2 separate regions of the Mus musculus genome follow, and region 1 is linked to region 2. Evidence: chromatin contacts called from public promoter capture Hi-C data. All regions are on one chromosome and are shown on one strand. Each heading gives the region's core, a stretch centred on a gene start, on an enhancer-like site or on the middle of the called end of the contact. The rest is flanking DNA. Distances are from core to core; before and after follow the strand shown. Region 1 overlaps Sulf1 (sulfatase 1). Region 2 overlaps Gm30974 (a long non-coding RNA gene).

Region 1 (4,303 bases), core at 1,042-3,541, 690 kb after region 2:
GAAATACAGAAAAGTATCTAGCAAGGAAATCATATAAAAAAGTATTTAACAAGGAAGTAATATAAAAATAATTATCTAGCACGGGAAGTAATGTAATATAGAAAAGTATCTAGCATGTAGTTTGAACACTGCGCTATTTTAGTACATTTGGTGCTTTCCTATTTGTTCTTGCTTTCATCTTTTTTAAGATTTATCTTTATTTATATGTGTGCCTTTGGACCTCCTGGAGCTAGAATTACAAGTGATTATGAAATACCTGATGTGGATGCTGGGATTTGAACTTGGGTCCTCTGGAAGAGCGAGCAGTAAGTGCTCCTTCCAAAGTCCTGAGCCATTTCTTTAGCCCCTGCTTTCGTCTTTTACTTCACTTCTTCGATGGATAGATGGCACGCTGTGTTAAGCAGTAGCAATACTCAGGTGGGTAAAGTGTCTCGTCTTGGAAGAGTTGTTGTTCTGAGGAACAGATCAAAACAACAGATAATCCCATAATAGTTAGCTTTTTTTATATATCTGAAAAGGAATTGTGTTCAGGATTGAGAGAAGATGCCCAATTCAGACTGTTACTTCTGCCTGAGGAAGCCAGGACCTTTCACAAGGTGATGGTGATGGGCTGGGCTTCAAACAATAAGCAGCTGACGGGAAGAACTTTCCAGAAAGGAAGAGCACTGATGAACAATACAGAGAGGTAGACTAGTCTATGAACTAGTCATAGCCTGGTTATTGAATCCAAGAGAGATATGTCAGCACAATGTTAATTCTAGTGAGGCACACATCCACAGACGAGCTTCTGATCTGCAGTTTATAGCTCCACCAGAATATATTACTAAGAAACTTGCAGGTATTACTAGTTTATGTGCACAGGTATTTTGCCTGTATATGTCAGTAAAGGTACCAGATAACCCATAATTGGTGCTACAGACAGTTGTAAGCTGCCATGGAGGGGCTGGGAATTGAACTGGGGTCTTCTGGAAGAGCAGCCAGTGTTAACTGACTGAGCCATCTCCCCAGCCTCTGATAGTGTTAATTCCTCGGGCTGCTGTTCCTGCAGCAAACCCAGGTCAGTGGGGGGAAGCATCTGTGGCCCAGAACTCCTACTCCTCCATGTCCACTATTTTGGGGTCTGCTTTTCACTCAAAGAAGAGACAAAAGAATTTTTGTAGAGCTGGGAAATGGAAAGCAGATGTGACTCATAGTTTAGAAATATTCTTGCTTATTTGTATTCGCGGTACGGGAGATGAAGTCTAGGACCTTCTAAATGCTAGGCAAGGATTCCACCCCAGAACTACACCCCGAGTCCTAGAAAGATTTTGTCTGTGTCTCCTATTGACCATATGAAGTATGGGCTGTGCAAAGGCCAGTGAGCAGAACTCTGCAAACTAGGAGAACTGAGGAGAGACCATTGCGATCAAATGGGAGGTGTGAGGCCTGGGCTGTGAAGGTGGACAACAGACTAAGATTCCAGACATTTTTTGAAGGTATAAAATTCATAGCATGGGCCTGGATGAACAGAATGAAGGGACAGAACATTTCTAATGTAGTTTCAGATGTAGGCAACTGAGTAGCTAGCTAGAGGAGGACACAATGGAGCAAAAGAAGGTGCAAGCTGAGAATAGAGTTCATTGACATTAGCAGTTAGTAAGGAATTGTACCATTGAATAAAGATAGAGGGGTCTCTCTCTCTCTCTCTCTCTCTCTCTCTCTCTCTCTCTCTCTCTCTCTCTCTCTCTGTGTGTGTGTGTGTGTGTGTGTTTTAAGATGTGTAAGTGTGTGTGAGCACATGCATGTATTTATGTGCATGTAAGTGAGGTATGTGTAAATAAGCTTTTAAGTATGTGTCTAAGTGTGGGGGTGTGTAAATGTGTGTAAGCATGTATGTGTGTGTGTGTGTGTGTGTGTGTGTGTGTGTGTGTGTGTGTGTGTGTACCAGAGGACATCCTGGGTTGTTTGTCTTCCTCAGGCACTGACTGCATCCACCTTGTTTTATTTTGTTTTGTTTTGGAGACAAGGTCTCTCACTGGGACCTGGGACTCACCAGTTAGGCTAAGCTGGCTAGCCAATCAGCTCCTGGGATCCTCCCAGCACTGGTATTACAGGCTCATGCCATTGCCATGCTTGCTTTTTATTCTGAGCCTGGAGAGTGATCCCAGGTGCTCACACCCAAATGGCAATGCTTTGTTGACTGAGCTATCTCCCCTGCTTCATCTTAAAAACAGCTTTTTAAGCGTATAAAATTAGCAGACTTTCCTCTCTATGCAATGTTGAGTAGGAAGGTAAAGACTACTCCCTCTTCTGTGTTAATGTTCCCAAGAAAGGTCTGTATCCTGGCTCACTGGATTTGTTGCTTAACTCTTGGTCCCTGCTGTCTGTCTACTGGACTATGTTCTCATTGACTTCACAAGAGATAGGCCATGTCTAGGTGCCCTTAGTTTAGCCTTAAAGGAAAAAAAATGTTTGCTTTCACCTTGCCATGAGCACTGAGCAGAGTGGAGCACTTTCTGGAGCATCATATATTCAAGATTTGGTGCTATTTGCCCATCCAAAAGAAGGCTTCTCCCTAGGCGGCTTGCGCTTCACTTTGGAGGAGGCACCCCAAGACCAAAGCTTGTATTTCATTACCTGGCCCAGAAGAGGACTGCAACCATTTCTCCTGAATTCCACCAGCCAGGTCGAGCCACTCCTCAGCAAAGTGTGGGAGTACAGAGGAGGGGCTGGTGACATTTATAATTGACTTCTTTAAGGACTTATTATTTAAGTACATGCATATGAGGAGAGGCAGATGCCGCCAGAGTTCTTGGAATCGCTTGGGATAGTTAACAGGTGGTTATGAGCTGCTTAGGTGGGAGAGGAGAACCGAACTCAGGGCTTCTGTAAGAGCACTGAGGACTTACTCACTAGGCACTCCATCCAGCTGCGGCCGTTGGAAGGCAATTTAACATTTTAGGCAAACAGAAAGGCCTGCTGAACACACAGGAAGCTGAGACTTTTTCCAATCTTGGGGTCTGATTACTTGATAACCTTGGGTTTCTCAAACACTTTGACCCTTCCTATGCTCAGCACTTAATCTTCTATGACAAAGCATCTCGGATTTCCTGGATTTCTGAGCTCTTGCCCCACATGAGCATGGCAGAGTACATGCCATTGATTATGAAAGAGACTTAGCCCCAGACATTGTGGCTCGACTTGTAAACTTGTATACTATTTCCTCTCAGTAGGTGAGCTGTTTAAGCACTGATTTTAAAGGGATTTCTACCTCTAACATAAAATTTTTAAAAATTATTTCTTAGATGGTGTTTGATTATAATCTAAATCTGAGCTGATGGGTCATTCCAACCTTCCAGTGACTAAAGCTTTGAAAATTATCTTTGACTTTTGGGGGAGTTGGGGGATGAGATTGAAACCAAACTTTACAAATGTTTGACAAATGCTCTGTCATGAAGTTGTACCTCTCCCTGTTTGATTTTTGATACGATGGAAAATTCCAGTTTTTGCCAAAAATGACTTTTTGGGTTTTTTTGTTTTTGTTTTTGTTTTTTGGGTTTTTTTGTTTTGTTTTGGTTTGTTTTTTGGTTCTTTTGTTTTGTTTTGTTTTTTGTTTTGTTTTGTTTTTTTTCCAGACAGGGTTTCTCTGTGTAGCCCTGGCTGTCCTGGAACTCACTCTGTAGACCAGGCTGGTCTCGAACTCATAAATCTGCCTGCCTCTGCCTCTCCAGTGCTGGGATTAAAGGCGTGCGCCACCAGCGCCCAGCCAAAATGACTTATTATTGCATGGTGGGAAAAAGACTCTAAGGCTAGACGTGTAGCTGTGGAAAATACTTGCCTAGCATGAGTGAAGCTAATCTTTTGACCTCTACACACAGCATGTCATATGCATATGGGCACATGTGTGGACATGGGTGCACAGATACACACAGAGAATCTAATTCAAAATTAAAAAAATACTGAACAAATATAAGACTGATGATATATATCTTTAATTCCAGTACTTGGGAGGCTGAGGTATTGTGGACCCCAGGTTAGCCTGGGCTAAGTAGAAATTATCAGGCCAACCTAGACTATGCAGCAAGACTTTATCTTTAAAAAACGAAGAAAAGAGAAGGGAGCAGAAAGGATGAAGTGAAGCAGGGAAAGAGAAAGGCAGGAAGATTGTCATGAGGTAAATAGTGCATTCCAGGCCAACCTGGGCTACAGAATAAAAACCTACCACACACTCCTGAAATGAAGAGAAATGGAAAACAAATAGAGAATGATAAAGAGAACGATGTTGGGTGTGGTGATTTATGGCTCTAATTCCAGCACTTGGGAA
Region 2 (4,673 bases), core at 1,471-3,970:
AGATTATAATTCTTGATGCTGATATCTAGTCTTGTCTTTGTTGGCTGGATATCTTGTTTGATTCATTTGCTCTCTCTGGTAATTAGGAGAATATGGTGACTGTGTGTTGCCTAGTAGGAAACTCTTTTGGGATTCTGATAGATGTGGCCACTGGAGGTTCCAAGAAAAATATATTCTAGATATTTGGAACTGACACTTAGGAACGGGGATGGACTAGGATGAGGGGCTGGGGGGGGGGCGTCCAATAAAGAATGAAAGCAGGGTGTTTCATCAGGACCTGCTTAGTCCCTTGGGAATGGGTGAGAGAATGAGGAGAGGCCACAGCATGTGTATAGTAATGATATTTTAAATAAATCCTGATGCAGGGTTACAACTGTCTCAACGGTTTATGTTTTCGATTGAAAGACACATACACAGCCTTTATATTTTGATATGCCTTAAAAGCACCACAATAGCTGGGCAACTGCCTAATGTCCATGCTGTTAAAATCTACCTCTCACCAGTAACTCCAAGTTACTACTTACCAATGTATATTTTCTATCTTGGCTTCTCTTGACCCAATTGAGCAACTGTCTGTGTAGCATTCCCTTTACATAGTAGCTTTGCTTCTCCCTCCTAAACTTTATTCTCCTCCCATAGCTGCCTCTATGTCTTTATCCTTCCCCTTGCTATGGTCCCAAACCCTGGAACCCTAAACCTATGTCTCTCCTCTTCAGCTATTAGCAGCTGGCATCTTTATTTACCAATCAGAATTAATTGGGACAGGTTCCCAGAAGCTACATTCAGACTTTCTCTTGCAAACAGTTTTAGAGGACCCAATTAGCATTAGAATACAAACAGCTACACAGGTGGTCTGCTACTGAGCTGGGAATGAGGCTAAGCCATTAGATGGAGAAATGGAGAGGAAGGTGAATATCTGCATTCCTCTACTTGATTTCCTAGTCTGAATGGCTTGTGGGTTTCTTCCTAGGGAGTCCCTGCTGGATCTGGGGGCTGGGATAGAGCAGTGAGTTCTGGGAAGGAAAGTTTGTAAGGGAAGATCTATGTGAGATACTGGAGGTGGGAGAAGGGACACAGGGGAGGTCTGCCACAGATGTGAGCATAAGACTGAGAGACTGGATTTGGAGGAAAGAAGGAACAAATGAAGATCTGCTGGGATGCTTTAATAATTATATATTAAACCATATTCTGAATTACCCTGTTATGAAGGTATGCAAATATATTGGCTTAATAAGGTAGAAATGTAATACTAAAAGTTATGAATATGACAACCTAAGAAAAAATTAATAACCAAATATGCTTATGTCAAAATAAAATTTTATCTCCCTAATTCAAACTAGTCATTTTTTAATTTTAAGCCTCATACAACATATATGATAAGGAGGAGACACCAGAAACAGGCTCAAACACTTTGCAGATATGAAGATCTTTTCAGAAGAGGGCTCTTTTAAAGTTGCAATGTTTCAAATAACTGGACACAATCCAGGAAACCTTTTAAACTAATCTACAAGCTCATAAAAAGATTTTTGCAGTAAACACATGTTCAGAAATTATACAGCTGATTAGCAAGCAGGTAAAGTACTTCCATATAGACTTTTATCTCCAGAGGGAATAAAGATGTAGTTCAAAGTCTAGAGAATTTTGTCAAAATCCAAAGAATACACACAATGTCTTGATTTCAAAATGTCCTGCTGCATGAAAACTGTTCCTGATACTTTATCTGCTGAAAGAGAACACCACACAATGCTTTAGTTATTTGTTTTGCCTCCATGACAGAGAGCATAAACACATTTAATTTGCCCATTAGAGACAATGCTTTGCTGGGAATGAAACAGACTGACTCTGAAGAGCCATTTCTGTTCATAACAGGATACCAGATGCCATGCACCAAATCCCAGCTCTCTCCTATGTATCACTATCGCTAGCCGAAGGAGAAAAAGTTGTTAGTCTCCTTTTGTTTGAAAAGAGACTAAGAATATTCTCAAATTCAGATGCCTAAATATGACCATAGAATATACATATTCACTTATTAAACAATGTTTTTGGCAACTCAAATAGAAAAATAACTTTGGTTATGGAATTTATCTTGTCTATTTCACCATTATTCAAGGTTACTATTGACACTTAGTTTTTGCTAATACAAAACTCACTGAGGACCATACTGTGGAGTATAAGGGAAAAATTTAAAGGTGACGATCCGATTAATAAGATATGTTCTATTTTGATTATAAACCTTAAACAGGAAGCTTACAGTAGACAGAAACTTGAAAACCTTGCACAAGTTCTTGTACAATTTGGAAAGTTTTGCACCATGGATATTTGTTATGCAAGAAAGAAGTGAAAACTACCATAGGACCATGCATATTAGTTGCGTATGAAATATGAATAAATTTAGCATTTAGACATGGGTCCCATCTCCTAGTTAGTTCATTGTATACATGAGAATATCCCAGCCTCTGACAAATCATGAAACTGGAGACATTAAGTCTCAAGCGTTTAAGGGAAGCCTTGCCTGCAGCAGCTGTGTAATTGGATAAAGGCCTAGTGTCTTACAAGTGATCTTTCTATGTATGTAACTAAATGTCAACTCAGTCTCTGATGAGTGATTTTCACTGCAGTTAACACTTTTGAAAGCCTTCTAGTTTGGAAAGCAAATAGCAATGTCTGGTTTCTATCCCGGCTTGGATGGTGTTTGTGGTTCATCATTCTGAATGATTAAGAAGCAACATTGTGTGACTGGCCCACTTAGTTTTTATTGCCAGGTAGGGTATTTTCTAAGGGTCCGTTCAATTTTTATCACTGAAAAGACCAACCACAGTGAATGGTTTATGTGTCTTTCTGAAATGTATAAAAAGCATTACCAAAAAAACAATTAACAGACATTAAGCACACATGAAAAGCTGTGCAGAGTGCTTTCGGCATTTGTAATGTATTTATAATTGCAAACCTTGTTAAATGTTTTCTTATGGAGACTGGAGAGATAGCTCCAAGGTTAAGCTTGATCTTCCAGGTTGCTTTTCCTGCTTTCTAGAGGATCTGAATTCAATTTCGAACACCATGTCAAATGACTTCCAAATGCTTATATTTTCAGCCCCTGGGGATCCAATGCCCTATTCTGCCCTCTGCAGGCACTTGCACGCAAATGGCATGTGCTCACACATGCATATAACAACGTTTCATTTTTTAGGATATAAAGAAGAGAAATATAATAAAATTCAAATTCACAGACTGTCTACAAATACTACAAACATTAACCATTACAGAAAAACATTTATTTTACTAATAATATCTACCCCTGAAAGTATGGTGCACCCAAATATGTGTGTTAGATTTTACATAATAAAAAATAAACAAAATAATAAAATGTTTAATAATGACAAGAGCATGGCTGTGTGCATGCAAACTGAGTTTTTATTGATGTGGTGGGTTGTATTGTGTTGTGGTAAGGTGTAGTGGTATGGTGTATGTGTATGGTGTAGTGGTATGGTGTGGTGTGGTGGGCTTCTTCTCAAAAGCTAAGCTCACGTGGATCAAGCTTCATATCTGTGGAAACTCTCCACGTCTAGTAGTTCATTCATTGTATCTTTGTCTTGTGACATCCAAGGAAATAGAGATACTTAGGCATGGGTTTCTGTGACATAAATGTTCCAAAGATAATGTTTACAAATGAGTGCTGTTGATGAAATGCGGGCTCTAGGTTTTTGAAAATGTTGTGGTTTTATAATCCGTGATATAATTGTGCCCTTCTTTAAAATTCCTGTTAGTGACTTAGCTTCTTTTTATTTCATAAGTACACTCCTTAGAGTATAGCATAAGGACATCCAACACTTTGCATTTTCTTTTCTACATCTTATTTTGAGATGATAACCAGGAATACAGCAGAATATTTTAGAGTGAAATTTGTCTTGGTAGATAATGGAACTTTTTGCTGATTTCTTTAATAAGCAAGTCTGTTTACAGGCCTGAAAGAAGTGCAGAGGATCATCTATTGGGAAGATGATCTATGAATGACTTCCTGAGAGAATCTTCTTTCATATGAATTTTTAAGGACTTTGGAGTTTGCCATTTCAACAGCCATGGAACTAAAAGAGAAGGGATGAAAGAAATTTTCAACTGTCAGTGACAATTGCACTGCTTTCTGGTTGGAAAAAAAACTACAGTATCCAAACTCCATAATCCACAGTATGAGAAACAGTCACCCACTCTATTGTTCAAAACTCAGACCTCTAGAATATTGATTACATTCATAATTAGTAATGTCTTCCATCAACCTCTTATGCTCCATGATGGCATGCAGTCAACTCTTTCAACATTTCTAAATATTTTTCTAGCATCTCTTAAAACAAGTACTTTTATCAGCTCTTGAATCTAATTAGGATCCTACCTAACTCTAATTATCTTTCTACAATAAAAATGACTGACAGCTAATCTGAAGAACATGACTCAAAGTCCATGTGGATTTGGAATAGCAACTGTCCCTTTAATGGGCCTGTTTCTACTTAGTATTCATCAGTGATGTGGGTGAGGCAGATGCTCTGTCTGAGTATTTGGTTTGAAGAGCTAGAAACATAAGCCAGCTCCTCTCCGGGCTGCCTTTGCTCAGTCGTGACATTACTGTGAGATTTGCCAACAAGGGGGAAAAATTTAGTAATCATAGGATAATTGAGAATGTT

Evidence for each region. Promoter capture Hi-C pulls out the DNA fragments that hold promoters and counts their contacts.
Region 1: a contact with region 2 is called in a promoter capture Hi-C map of frontonasal cranial neural crest. The contact joins two enhancer-like sites. A contact is called at or near these places in 5 of 39 promoter capture datasets (cranial neural crest, embryonic stem cells, frontonasal cranial neural crest and 2 more) and 1 of 115 datasets of contacts at active chromatin or transcription factors (embryonic stem cells).

Annotation. Positions count from the first base shown.
Region 1 is chr1:12,720,485-12,724,787 of GRCm38.p6, forward strand. The region is part of intron 1 of Sulf1 (sulfatase 1); the gene reads left to right. Among named protein-coding and RNA genes, the nearest start is that of Sulf1, 30 kb to the left of the region's middle. Within about 2 kb of position 2,292, at least 2 of the 459 cell types and tissues checked have an H3K27ac peak or open chromatin away from gene starts, as enhancers often do.
Region 2 is chr1:12,025,166-12,029,838 of GRCm38.p6, forward strand. Gm30974 (a long non-coding RNA gene) reads right to left here. Exons shown (of 4, transcript XR_373208.2): 4 at 3,919-4,082. Among named protein-coding and RNA genes, the nearest start is that of Gm30974, 34 kb to the right of the region's middle. Within about 2 kb of position 2,721, at least 5 of the 459 cell types and tissues checked have an H3K27ac peak or open chromatin away from gene starts, as enhancers often do.